Regions from separate parts of the Sus scrofa genome. Here regions 1 and 2 are each linked to region 3. The links are chromatin contacts, called in public Hi-C maps. All regions are on one chromosome and are shown on one strand. The core of a region is the stretch at or near the end of the contact, and the rest is flanking DNA. Distances in the headings are between cores, read along the strand shown.

Region 1 (3,268 bases), core at 274-2,773, 180 kb before region 3:
CCTATTTAATAACCGTCAGATAATCTATCTTATTTGAGTACATGTTTTATCCAGCCAACAGTCAGCCAGTGATGTCTCACACTTAATTTGGATGATCCTGGCAGGAGAGAAGGCAAAGAGCCCTATGAATTCCAATAGTCAGAACATTGAGAAAGGACTATTGCTTAAAGGTGAATTTTGACCTATTCTAAGTAAACTCTGCAGCAGTCTGTACATATGGTCCTAGAGTGTTTTGGTCTGTAAGCTTCAGAAGCATCAAACCACCCTGCAGGGTAGTTTGTTATTTGCATGGTACAGATTTTCACTTTTCTGCTGTTGAAAACACATGCTTCGGTTGTCAGTTGTGATCAAGCCAGACTGAAGAAGAATCTGGCCTGCTTTATTTCCCCTCTTTGAGCAGTGTTTTTATTTTTCCTTATCATTTTAATCCTCAGTTCCAATAGAATTGGAGGAGATGAGAAAAGGTAGAGAGAGAGAGTATGAGAGAGCAAACTTATTGGTCTCACTTCAGTTTGCAAGCACTTTGTTCAGCAGCCACATGGAGAAACCAGCAGCAGACACTCAACCTCAATCTGTTGAGGTTGTGGGGATCATGGGGTGTGAAGAGTTTGCAAATTGAAGTGTACAGTGAGGATCATAGGAGAGGGTCCCGCAAAGACTGATGATTTGAAGGAGTAGCAATTCCCATCTGATCGCCACATCTTTTAAGCCACGAGCCGCTGACTGATGTTACTGAGGAGCAATGGGGCTGAGTCAGTATCCTTATTTAGGGCATTCTGCTGTTTCTGGTCTCAATCAACTCATAAAGCCCACTAAATGGCCAAAGAGATACCCCTTAAAAAATCATCTGGGGTGGGGAATGCAGGGTTGTGACAGGCTCAACATTCACATTTTCTTTCTTTTCTTTGTTAGAACAGAGGAATATCTTCTACACTTGGGTTTCTTTGTTCTTGGCTGCTTTTTTTTTTTTTTTTTTTCCCAAGACCTTGACTACTTTTAAATTGTCCTGTAGTGAACGAGTCCTTGATTATGTTTGGAATCCAAGTCTAATTTTTTAAATCTAAAGAAATGCAGTTGGAAGAGGATGATAAGAGGCTGTTTTGAGGATGAGTCAAAAATGGGCTGGTCATTTTTGCCTTTGGGAGGGGAAGTCTGAATAGACTTCAGAAACCTTACTTCCAGATTCCAAGCTGGGTGCAATTTACCCCACTTCTTATTTTGCATCTTTGTTTATGCTGCCTAACAAATACCCACACTTTACTTCCCACCTTCTTCATCTACTACTCTTTGCTGATGACCCTGATGATGTTAAATGTCAAACAGATGGAGGTAGAAAAGTAAGCTCATCTAGACATCTGCCATATAACAATTCACTTAAATATGCTGTTTAGGTATTGAATCTTACTTTGGGGCATGTACTTGTTTAAAACTGGGATGTTCTTCAGTCTGATCACATTCAGAGGAGGTGCTCAGCAAATAGTTGTTGCTAGAAGTATTAAACAAATGATTATGAGGTAACTGACCATGTGTTTTGAACTATTACTGTAAGATGACTCAGTGGTCTAGATTTGAGACACAATTCACTAATGTGGTTAAGACTCTTTAACAGAGTTTAAATATCATGCAGCTAAGGATTATTTGGACTGGGCAAGCATTCTCATTTACTGATGAATTTTTTCTGCAAAGTTTTTGTTCATGACAAGCAATGCTTTTTTGTTGGGAGTGAGTCTGAGTCACAGCCTATCTTATACTTAGCAGGCTGTTATAGCTCATAAGTGAACAGCAAATAAAACAATGAAAGAGCTGTAAAAGAAAAGTATGATATATTTAGTTACATAAAAGAGTGTATGTAAAAATCATTATGTAGTTGATAAGGGGCTAATATCCAAAATATATAAAGAACTCATCTAACTCAATAGCAAAAAAATAAACAATCCAATTAAAAATGGGCAGATCTGAATTGACATTTTTTAAAGAAGACTTTTAAAGAAGATGGTCAACACAGAACTCGATAAGAAAAACACTATCACCCTAGAAGATAAATGAGCAAATGACATGAATAGGCAGTTTTCAGTAGAGAAAATTACATACATATTTAACATATGAAGTACGTAACCTTGCAAGTAATGAAAAGCCAAAAATTAAAATAACAGTGAAATAATGTTTGTCATAATATCTCAGTATAAAATAATTATATTTCTTATTGTTTTAATGTCATAAAAATCAGTATATCACACACTGAAAATGGAATATTAATGGGCTTACCTTTCTGCGAAGTGATATGGGTACTTGTATTGGGAGAGTTAAAATTTTTCATATATTTGGACCTAGTAATTGTATTCTTAGAATATAAACCAAAAACATAAACAGAAATGCTTAGAACGGGTTATGAGCAAAGATGTTCATTGTTGCATTGTGCCCAAGAATAGATACCTAGAAACAAGAGAGATGTCCCCAATAGAAAAAAAATTTAAATACATGGTACATCCATGGATTGGAAATATTTTACACCTTTTGATAAGTAAAGGTAAAGATTTTTTTTAAATAAAATGGGGAACAAGTATGATATGATACTATATTATATATGCTAAATGATTTATGACATATACTATTTATTTTATATATATTATTGTATCATAATTGATTTCCATTTTATTAAAATGGTTGCTAAAGAAAATGACAGCAAAAGAAACAACAGAAAGCCAAAATGGTGATGTAATAAAAGGTAGCACATTTATTTTTATGGAGAAATTGTAAGTAATGGCAGGTTCTTCTTCAAATTGGTGTGCATTCTTCACATTTTCCGCAATAGAATTTCAGGAGGAAAAAGAGAAACAAAGAAAGGAAAATAGCACCCAGAGGTAGAAGAACTTGGGCCACATTCTGAAAGCACTCACCTCCTGGAGCGCCAGACTTCACATTCTTTGAGCAGAATGCTTCTCTGACATCCTGATCCTGGATCTGCACATTGCAGACTCTGATATGCATTGGCCTCCTAAACCACTTGGCCCTGGAGCCAGATACCCAAGTCCTGTGGATTCAGGAACCTCTGGTAGACTCATTCCACTGTCAAAATAAAACATAGAGTGTTCCATTACTGTAGACTTTGAGGCTAAATTCCTAGATTTTCATGGATTGGAATTTTCATTGCCAATTTTAGGGGCTGGGCTGGAGGACTAGATGAAGGAAGATGCAATTACTATGTGTTGTGGATGTTATTTTGTGATGAAGCCTCTCTATTCTAGGCTAGATAAAAAGCTTCTAACCA
Region 2 (3,640 bases), core at 217-2,716, 140 kb before region 3:
TAGAACCTTTCTGTAAACCATGGAATTACAAGAAAATAAGTAAAGGAGAGTTCTGGGGAAATAGGGGCTGTTCAATATCTTTCAGTTTCTGGAGTTCTCATCATGTCTCAGTGGTTAACGAATCCAACTAGGAACCATGAGGTTGAGGGTTCAATCCCTGGCCTCGCTCAGTGGGTTAAGGATCCAGCATTGCCATGAACTGTGTGGGTGTAGGTTGCAGACTCAGTTTGGATCTGGCATTGCTGTGGCTCTGGTGTAGGCCAGCAGCAACAGTTCCGATTCAAAGCCTAGCCTGGGAACCTACATATGCAGAGGGTGCGGCCCTAGAGAAGACCACAAAAAAAAAAAAAAAAAAAGGTCAAAGTTCAAAAACAGGCTCCCTCTAACCTGAGGGCCTGTATGAAAGTGTTCTAATTAAGTACCTATTATATGTAAAGTTCTGAACTTCTAGCTGCATAAAATACAAAGTTGTATAAGGCAGTTCCATTTCAGTCAAAAGCAAAATGATATAACAGCAAAACAAAAGACAGTCTCGGATGTCCCCAAAGAAGCACAAAGTACTAAGGGTGTTTAAGGAAACTGCACCCAGGGAAAATGGGAAGCAGGAAAGTCCCACCACAAGGGTGCAGTTAGGTTGAGGTTTGAAGCACAAATATGGAAGCTAGAGATAAGGAAGAGGGTTGGTCCATGCAGAGGAAGAAAGTGAACAATGGGATTCCAGACAGGAAGGAATAGTGTCGGTTGAGAAAGTGCAGGTCATCAAAGACAAGACTTGCCTACTTCATAGTTTGGCCAAATGCTTCACTCAGCCCAAAGCTTGCATGACCCCTCTGAATCCAGCCCTGGCTTCAGCCTGGCCATCACTCACATGAAGTCAACTTTGTCTGATCTTTTCTTGGATGGGTGTCTCTTTGAGTACTCAAAGAGATGGATAAATAGAATTTTGATCAATAGGAATAAAAGGGCACAGAATGTGAACCAATGAGTCATAGGCTGAGTAGATATTGGAAAAAGAAATGCAGAAAATAGCATGGGTAAGACCAAAGCTAGAAAGTCTATGAACATCTGATTAAAAAAACCAGGAAGTCCAAGGCTCATTATTTTCATGTCTTTTTCCCACTGTAGGGAGGTCTGCAAAGATAGGGACCCTGTCTGTTTTTTTCAAAACATTTTCCTCTGCATTTAGCATTGCACCTTCCACATTGTATGTGCTGACTAATATTGGCCAATAGGTTGATTCAACATATGAGTGAGTGCAGCCAGGCTCTTTACCCAGTTAAAGAGGTAGTGCCTAAATCTTGCAATAACTTGCCCAGGGCTATCTCTACAGGAACACCCTTTTCCATAAAAGGATTCCTGTAATGCACTGGTGTTTCCCCATGCTCTTCCCAATCTGTGAAGGCTCAGAGCCAGGGGGAAGTGCTCAAACCACCTAGTGTAACCCAGCCTTGCATCATTCACACAGAGACGGAGCGTTTCCAAGTTCTTGTTGTTGGGGAGAGATGAGGTCAAACTGTTAAGAGGTCAGAAGTGCTCTTAACACGGCCTTTGTGTTGTTTTCATATAAATATTTTTACTGGGACATTTTTTGGCAACCAAGTCTAGCTCCCAGGACTGTGGAAAGAACGGAAGGTTTTCTCACCACATGCCAGTGGTATGCACTTGAGTCAGCTCAGGACCAGGGTGATTTGATATCAAGCCCTTTTTCACTTTTGTCTTGATGCTTTCCCACTGACTCAGTGTCTATCCTTTATCCTCTCTTCAAATGGGAAACAGCTGGGCTAGAGTCAAGTCCACATCCAAATTCTCTACCCTCTTCCCTCTCAGTGTCCATACCTACTTTTCTCAAGAAAGCTGTAGCTATGTCTGAGGCACTAATCCTATTACAGATGTTTTGCTAATTACCAAAAAAAATCTCAATTTGGCAGCTTGTTGGAGTGGCTACATCAGATACACACATTTCAACTTTTTTTTTGTCTCTCACCTAGGGAAGTTCTGTTTAAGGGCTGTTATATAATTGGTTGGAGTAGCTCTGAGAAGGTGCCTCTTTATTGGAGTAGATGAGGTTCTTTTGGAAAAATATAACCTCTCAATCCTTTCCTGCTGCCCCCCTCCTGCTCTGCAACATCTGATCCATAGTGTTGATACTGATGGTTGGAGGAGTAAATGAATGAATTCAAAATTACGTATTGCATCCTTCTCTTTGGCATGGTTTTACTTTGTCCACAACACAGTGAACTCATTTCCTTGTGCTAACATGTAAACTGAAATAGTATTTGGTAATAAGATCTTGTGATAATAAAATACCTTTACATATATAGTAAGCTTTGCATTTTTTAGGTACTTTCTTATCCACAATCTGAGTTCTTTTTTACCTCCTCATAGTGTAAGAAAAATGTATTATTTTTATTTTGTCTTCCTAATCCCTATATCTAATAAAACCCAGGCCATTGATTCTACCTATGCAATAGTTTCTGAGAAAGGTCCTTATACTATCCTATAGTGTTACCAGCTTAACCCAAACTGACAATTTTCTCTCTTACATAGACCCTTGAAATTGTATCCTAGCTGGTCTCCTTAACTTCTGGTTTTACTGTTACAATGTTGTCATGATCTTTCCAAAGTGTGGAGTTGATCTTGCCACTTCCCTTTTTCTGACATGCCAGTAATTCTCTACTGCCTACTAAATCAAGTCCAAACTCATTAGTGTGATGCATAAGATGCTTTCTTGGGTCCTTGCCCACCTCTGCTTAGTTTCCAAATGACTTGTGCTTGCTAAAACATCTCACACCCCTTCGTATCTCCATGTCTTTTCCCATGTGGTAATGTTTATCCAAAATGCCCTGGTCTACTCTTTAGTTCTGCAAAACCCCTATTCATATTTTAAGACTCACCAAAACACTCACCTCGTCTGCGTCTGCGAAGGTTGCTGTGACTCAGGAAGAGTCAAGTGCCTCTTTATGTAGCAGTTTAGAAAATCTGTTTCTGGCATTCATCAACCTGTAAGAAAATTGTTTGCATAATTGTGTAACTGTTTCTTCACTAGGCCACTGGCTTGTCTTTTTACTACCCCTGACTATAGCCTAATAACTGTCACCTAGCAGTTACTCAACAAAGATGTGTTTAATAAGTGGATTTTACAAATAAGTAAAGAGACTGCAAGAGAGTAGCAGGGAATGGAACTTTGGAGATGTTCTTATCCCAGTTCTTCCATTAACTCATTGTAACCTCTCCGAACCTCCATTTTCTCATCTATAAAATGAGGGCACTTTATTGAACTATCTATATGATATATTCCAGTGCTGACAATTTAATACTATAAGAAATTCTAATGAGTTTTCTCATTTTCTTAGTTAACAAAGCCATAGCCCAATTCAATGTTTCCTGGCTTGGTGTCTATGCATATTTAATAGGCTTAATTACTTCAAAACAAAGATTGAAATAAAGTAAGAAGCTATAGCAAGAGAAAAGGATTATTGATCCTCATGTTGGTCCTATGTTACATCAACTGTGCGACCTTGGATGAGGACCTATCCATCTGGTCCCAGTTTTCTTTAGCATAACACAGATATTGGCCTAGATCGCAAATATGTGATACTCCTTATTACTTATACTGCCATATTCAAGGCAGGCATTACTA
Region 3 (3,624 bases), core at 731-3,230:
AATGGAAAAAGAATATGTCTTCCAGTGGGACCCACATGTGTATCATTTATGTATTGTTGGATCATACATAACAGGGTGAAATCCTGGCTATTCTTAATAAAAAATATTTGAAAGATAGACGCTAACTCCTAGACATTATGAGAAAGCTGGGAAACTACCCCCCAAAAAAGATAGGAAAAGTCCACTCTAGCTACCTAGATAATAAGAACATCTTTAATTCTCATGAAGGGACACTTCTTAAATGAAAATGTGTGCCCATTCTTATTCTCAGTCTGACTCATTTTGTATGAGACTAAGTATCCTGGGCAAAATGAGTCTAAATGCTCAGTTATATGAACATTTCTACACTAGAGAATAGTTTTTTTGTGTGTTTTTTTTTGTAGGGCCACACTCATGGCATATAGAGGTTCCCAGGTTGAATCGGAACAGTAGCTGCTGGCCTACACCACAGCCAGAGCAATGCAGGATCCAAGCCACGTTTGCAACCTACACCACAGCTCATGGAAATGCCGGATCCTTAACTCACTGAATGAGGCCAGGGATCGAACCCGAAACCTCATGGTTACTAGTTGGGCTCGTTAACTGCTGCACCACAATGGGAACTCCCTGAGAATAGCATTTTAATTATAACTTTGGAGTTCCTGTTGTGGCTCAGCTGGTTAGGAACCCGACATAGTGTCTAGGAGGATGCAGGTTTGATCCCTGGCCTTGCTCAGTGGGTCAAGGATCTGGTGTTGCCACAAAATATGATGTAGTTTGCAAATGCAGGTGCAATTCGACCTTCCGTATACTGCAGGTGCAACCATTCAAAAAAAATAAAAAAATATAATCTCTCCACTTACCCTGATTCATTTCAAATTTAATTTGTTGTTCTCACTAAGAGAAGGGAAGAAAATATGCTGAAGGTTGTAAAAACAGCAAGTGTGAATCACCAAGGTGAATTGCACAAACACAAAATAGAAGAGATAAGGAACACAGGGGAGAAGCTTCGGGATTTTAGACATCATTAGGTGCAAATAGCATAATGTAGTTACTAAATATTCATTTACTCATAGGCTCTACTGAGAGTCAAGATATCAAAATCAAGAAAGTAATAGATGATTTCTAATAGATATGTTCAGATCATGCTGGGAAAATCAGCCTTAACATTGACATGAGAAGAAATTATTCTAGTATGTTTGTAAACACACACACACACACATACACATTTGTAAAGAGTAGGTCCTACTTCATCAGCTTGCATCATATATGAAGTCACAAAATATAGTATTTGAATAAATTGCTCAAACCCTCATTGGTCTAACTTGGCAGGATGTCCTGTTTCTCTTATTCTCCACCTTCTTGTTTCTGAAAACCCCCAGAGGTTGCTCAGTTCCAAGAGATTGATTACATCTAGGTTCCAGATGCCAGGCAAAGAGAACTAAAGAGCTAAAATAGTTCCTAGGCTCGTCTCGAATGCCATCATTCCTATGTATGTCAATGAAAACTTGTATCTAAAATTATTACACATACTAGTCACTACTGTAGTTACACTCTTTCTGCTTCAGATCTTTTCAGAGGCTACATACGCTACCCTAACCCTATCCCATACCTATGTATTGGTAAAGGGAATGTGGCCAAGATTGGTTAGATAGTAAATAGTATTTTTTTCCCCTTGGGCACATAGGGCAACTCTATTTCCTAGCCTCCTTTGAAATTAGGTTGAATAGATTCTGAGAAATGCATGTGAAAATAAGTGAGGTCTGGCAATTTCAGACTTGTGCATAATACCCTGAATACTTGCCCATGCTATTTCTTCCCCATGCACAGAAAATATCGTTATGCATTAAAATGGTGACATCATAAGATGGAAGGAGCCTGGATCCCTGACTGATTATGTAGAAGGTCTTGTGCAATAGGAGAGCTGTACAAGCGAGCTATCAGGGGGAGCTGTCCACCACACTGGAAGCGATACATAAGCCTTTATCTTGTTAAACCACAGAGATTTTGAGTGATTGTTACTACAGCATAAACTATGAGTAAAACAGAGAGCTCACCACTTGATTCCTTTGAGGATTATGATTTGCCAAGAATATACTCATACCCTTAGTCATTAATTCCAAAGCATAACCTTTTGACTAAACTAGCTTAGTTAGTCATGAACCATGTTAGAGTCAGTTCTCTTCTCCAACCATGCAAAGGTCTAGAACAATAAGCCAGATGTCTGTTTCTCCTGTTGCTAGTTCAGGTTTGGATCTCTTGGTATATTTTCTACTTGTCACATCTCAGTTGGGAACATCTCGACCCATCAGAAAATCTCCAATAGAGTTTAACTTCAGAAGCCAGTATATAAGGCATTCATTTCTTTTCAGGAGGCTCCAGATTTACCCAAATGCTCCCCAGGAGTCAGCTCTATGTGCCAAGGAGATTGAGGGGGCACAACATTTGTCAGTAATTGAGAAGCTGTGTTAAATTCTTCCTCTGGAACAGAGTTAGACAAACTATAGCATGCTGGCAAAATCTCGTCAGGGCCCCATTTTGGTATGGCCTGTAAACCAAGAATGGTTTTAACCTTTTTTTTTTTTTCTTAATAAATGAAGAAGAAAGAAGAGGAGGAGTAGGGGGAAAGCAGCAGCAATAGAGGCCTTAAGTGACCCATAAATCTTTTAAGCAGTTGTTTCATTTCCTCCCTGCCATTTTATAGCAGATGCTTCTCTGCTTTAGAGAATCAGGGGCTACAACTAACATATTTACATAGCTATTAGGAAGTAGCTAAATGACATTTTCTGGAAAAAAACAATCTACTCCAATGGGATTTTTGTGTGTGTGTCTCTTTTCAGAAATAGACATAGAAGTCATCATTTTTTACATTTTGTTTCACACAACTATCCTGCTAACAGTTAACAGTGCATGTTTGCATGTGAGTAATTTTGGAAGGTTTTATGCCAAAATATCAAAGGGGGCCCTTTTGCCTGGAAATTTTTATAGGTCATTTAAAAATACTTTTTTTGTCTGTGTTTTCTCATTTTTCTTCAGTAAATAATTATTATTTGTATTATTTTCAAAAAGGAATTTTGTTTAGTTCTGGGTGACATGAAAAATAGATCAACATATCGAATGAATCTAGAGGTAAGGCCTAGGAGAAACAATTTCAGGAACTAGGGAGAATTTTTCTGGAGAAGAGAAAACTCAGAGTTGCATTGACAGTATCTCTGAAATTTCATTAGGATCCATCAGAAAAGAAAGGCATTTAAGTTAGTTTGTGTGATTAAAAGGAATGAGATTAGGACAATAAAGCATAGCCTGCAGGGAGACAAATTTCTGCTCATTATAAGAAAACTTTTTCTGGGGAGTTCCCATTGTGGCTCAGTGGTTAATGAATCTGACTAGGAACCATGAGGTTGTGGGTTCGGTCCCCAGCCTGGCTCAGTGGGTTAAGGATCTGGCATTGCCTTGAGCTGTGGTACAGGTTGCAGACACAGCTTGGATCTCGTGTTGCTGTGGCTCTGGCTTAGGCTGGAGGCTACAGCTCTGATTAGACCCCTAGCCTGGGAACCTCTCTATGCCACGGGTGCGGCCCTAGAAAAGACCAAAAAAAGAAAAAAAAAAAAGAAAACTCTTTCTGAAAATCAGGGTAGGCCAATA

The links. Hi-C and Micro-C count contacts between places; a contact is called where the count stands out from the background.
Region 1: a contact with region 3 is called in a Hi-C map of embryonic fibroblasts, with 1.7 times the contacts expected there. The contact joins two enhancer-like sites. A contact is called at or near these places in 4 of 47 Hi-C or Micro-C datasets (alveolar macrophages, embryonic fibroblasts, omental adipose tissue and 1 more) and 1 of 2 datasets of contacts at active chromatin or transcription factors (skeletal muscle).
Region 2: a contact with region 3 is called in a Hi-C map of embryonic fibroblasts, with 2.0 times the contacts expected there. The contact joins two enhancer-like sites. A contact is called at or near these places in 4 of 47 Hi-C or Micro-C datasets (embryonic fibroblasts and fibroblasts).

What each region holds. Positions count from the first base shown.
Region 1 is chr2:33,338,553-33,341,820 of Sscrofa11.1, forward strand. No RefSeq gene overlaps it. Among named protein-coding and RNA genes, the nearest start is that of FIBIN, 8.4 kb to the left of the region's middle. Within about 2 kb of position 1,524, at least 4 of the 83 cell types and tissues checked have an H3K27ac peak or open chromatin away from gene starts, as enhancers often do. A contact at or near this core is called in embryonic fibroblasts, where this site is marked.
Region 2 is chr2:33,372,210-33,375,849 of Sscrofa11.1, forward strand. No RefSeq gene overlaps it. Among named protein-coding and RNA genes, the nearest start is that of FIBIN, 42 kb to the left of the region's middle. Within about 2 kb of position 1,467, at least 10 of the 83 cell types and tissues checked have an H3K27ac peak or open chromatin away from gene starts, as enhancers often do. A contact at or near this core is called in embryonic fibroblasts, where this site is marked.
Region 3 is chr2:33,515,186-33,518,809 of Sscrofa11.1, forward strand. No RefSeq gene overlaps it. Among named protein-coding and RNA genes, the nearest start is that of SLC5A12, 44 kb to the right of the region's middle. Within about 2 kb of position 1,981, at least 4 of the 83 cell types and tissues checked have an H3K27ac peak or open chromatin away from gene starts, as enhancers often do. A contact at or near this core is called in embryonic fibroblasts, where this site is marked.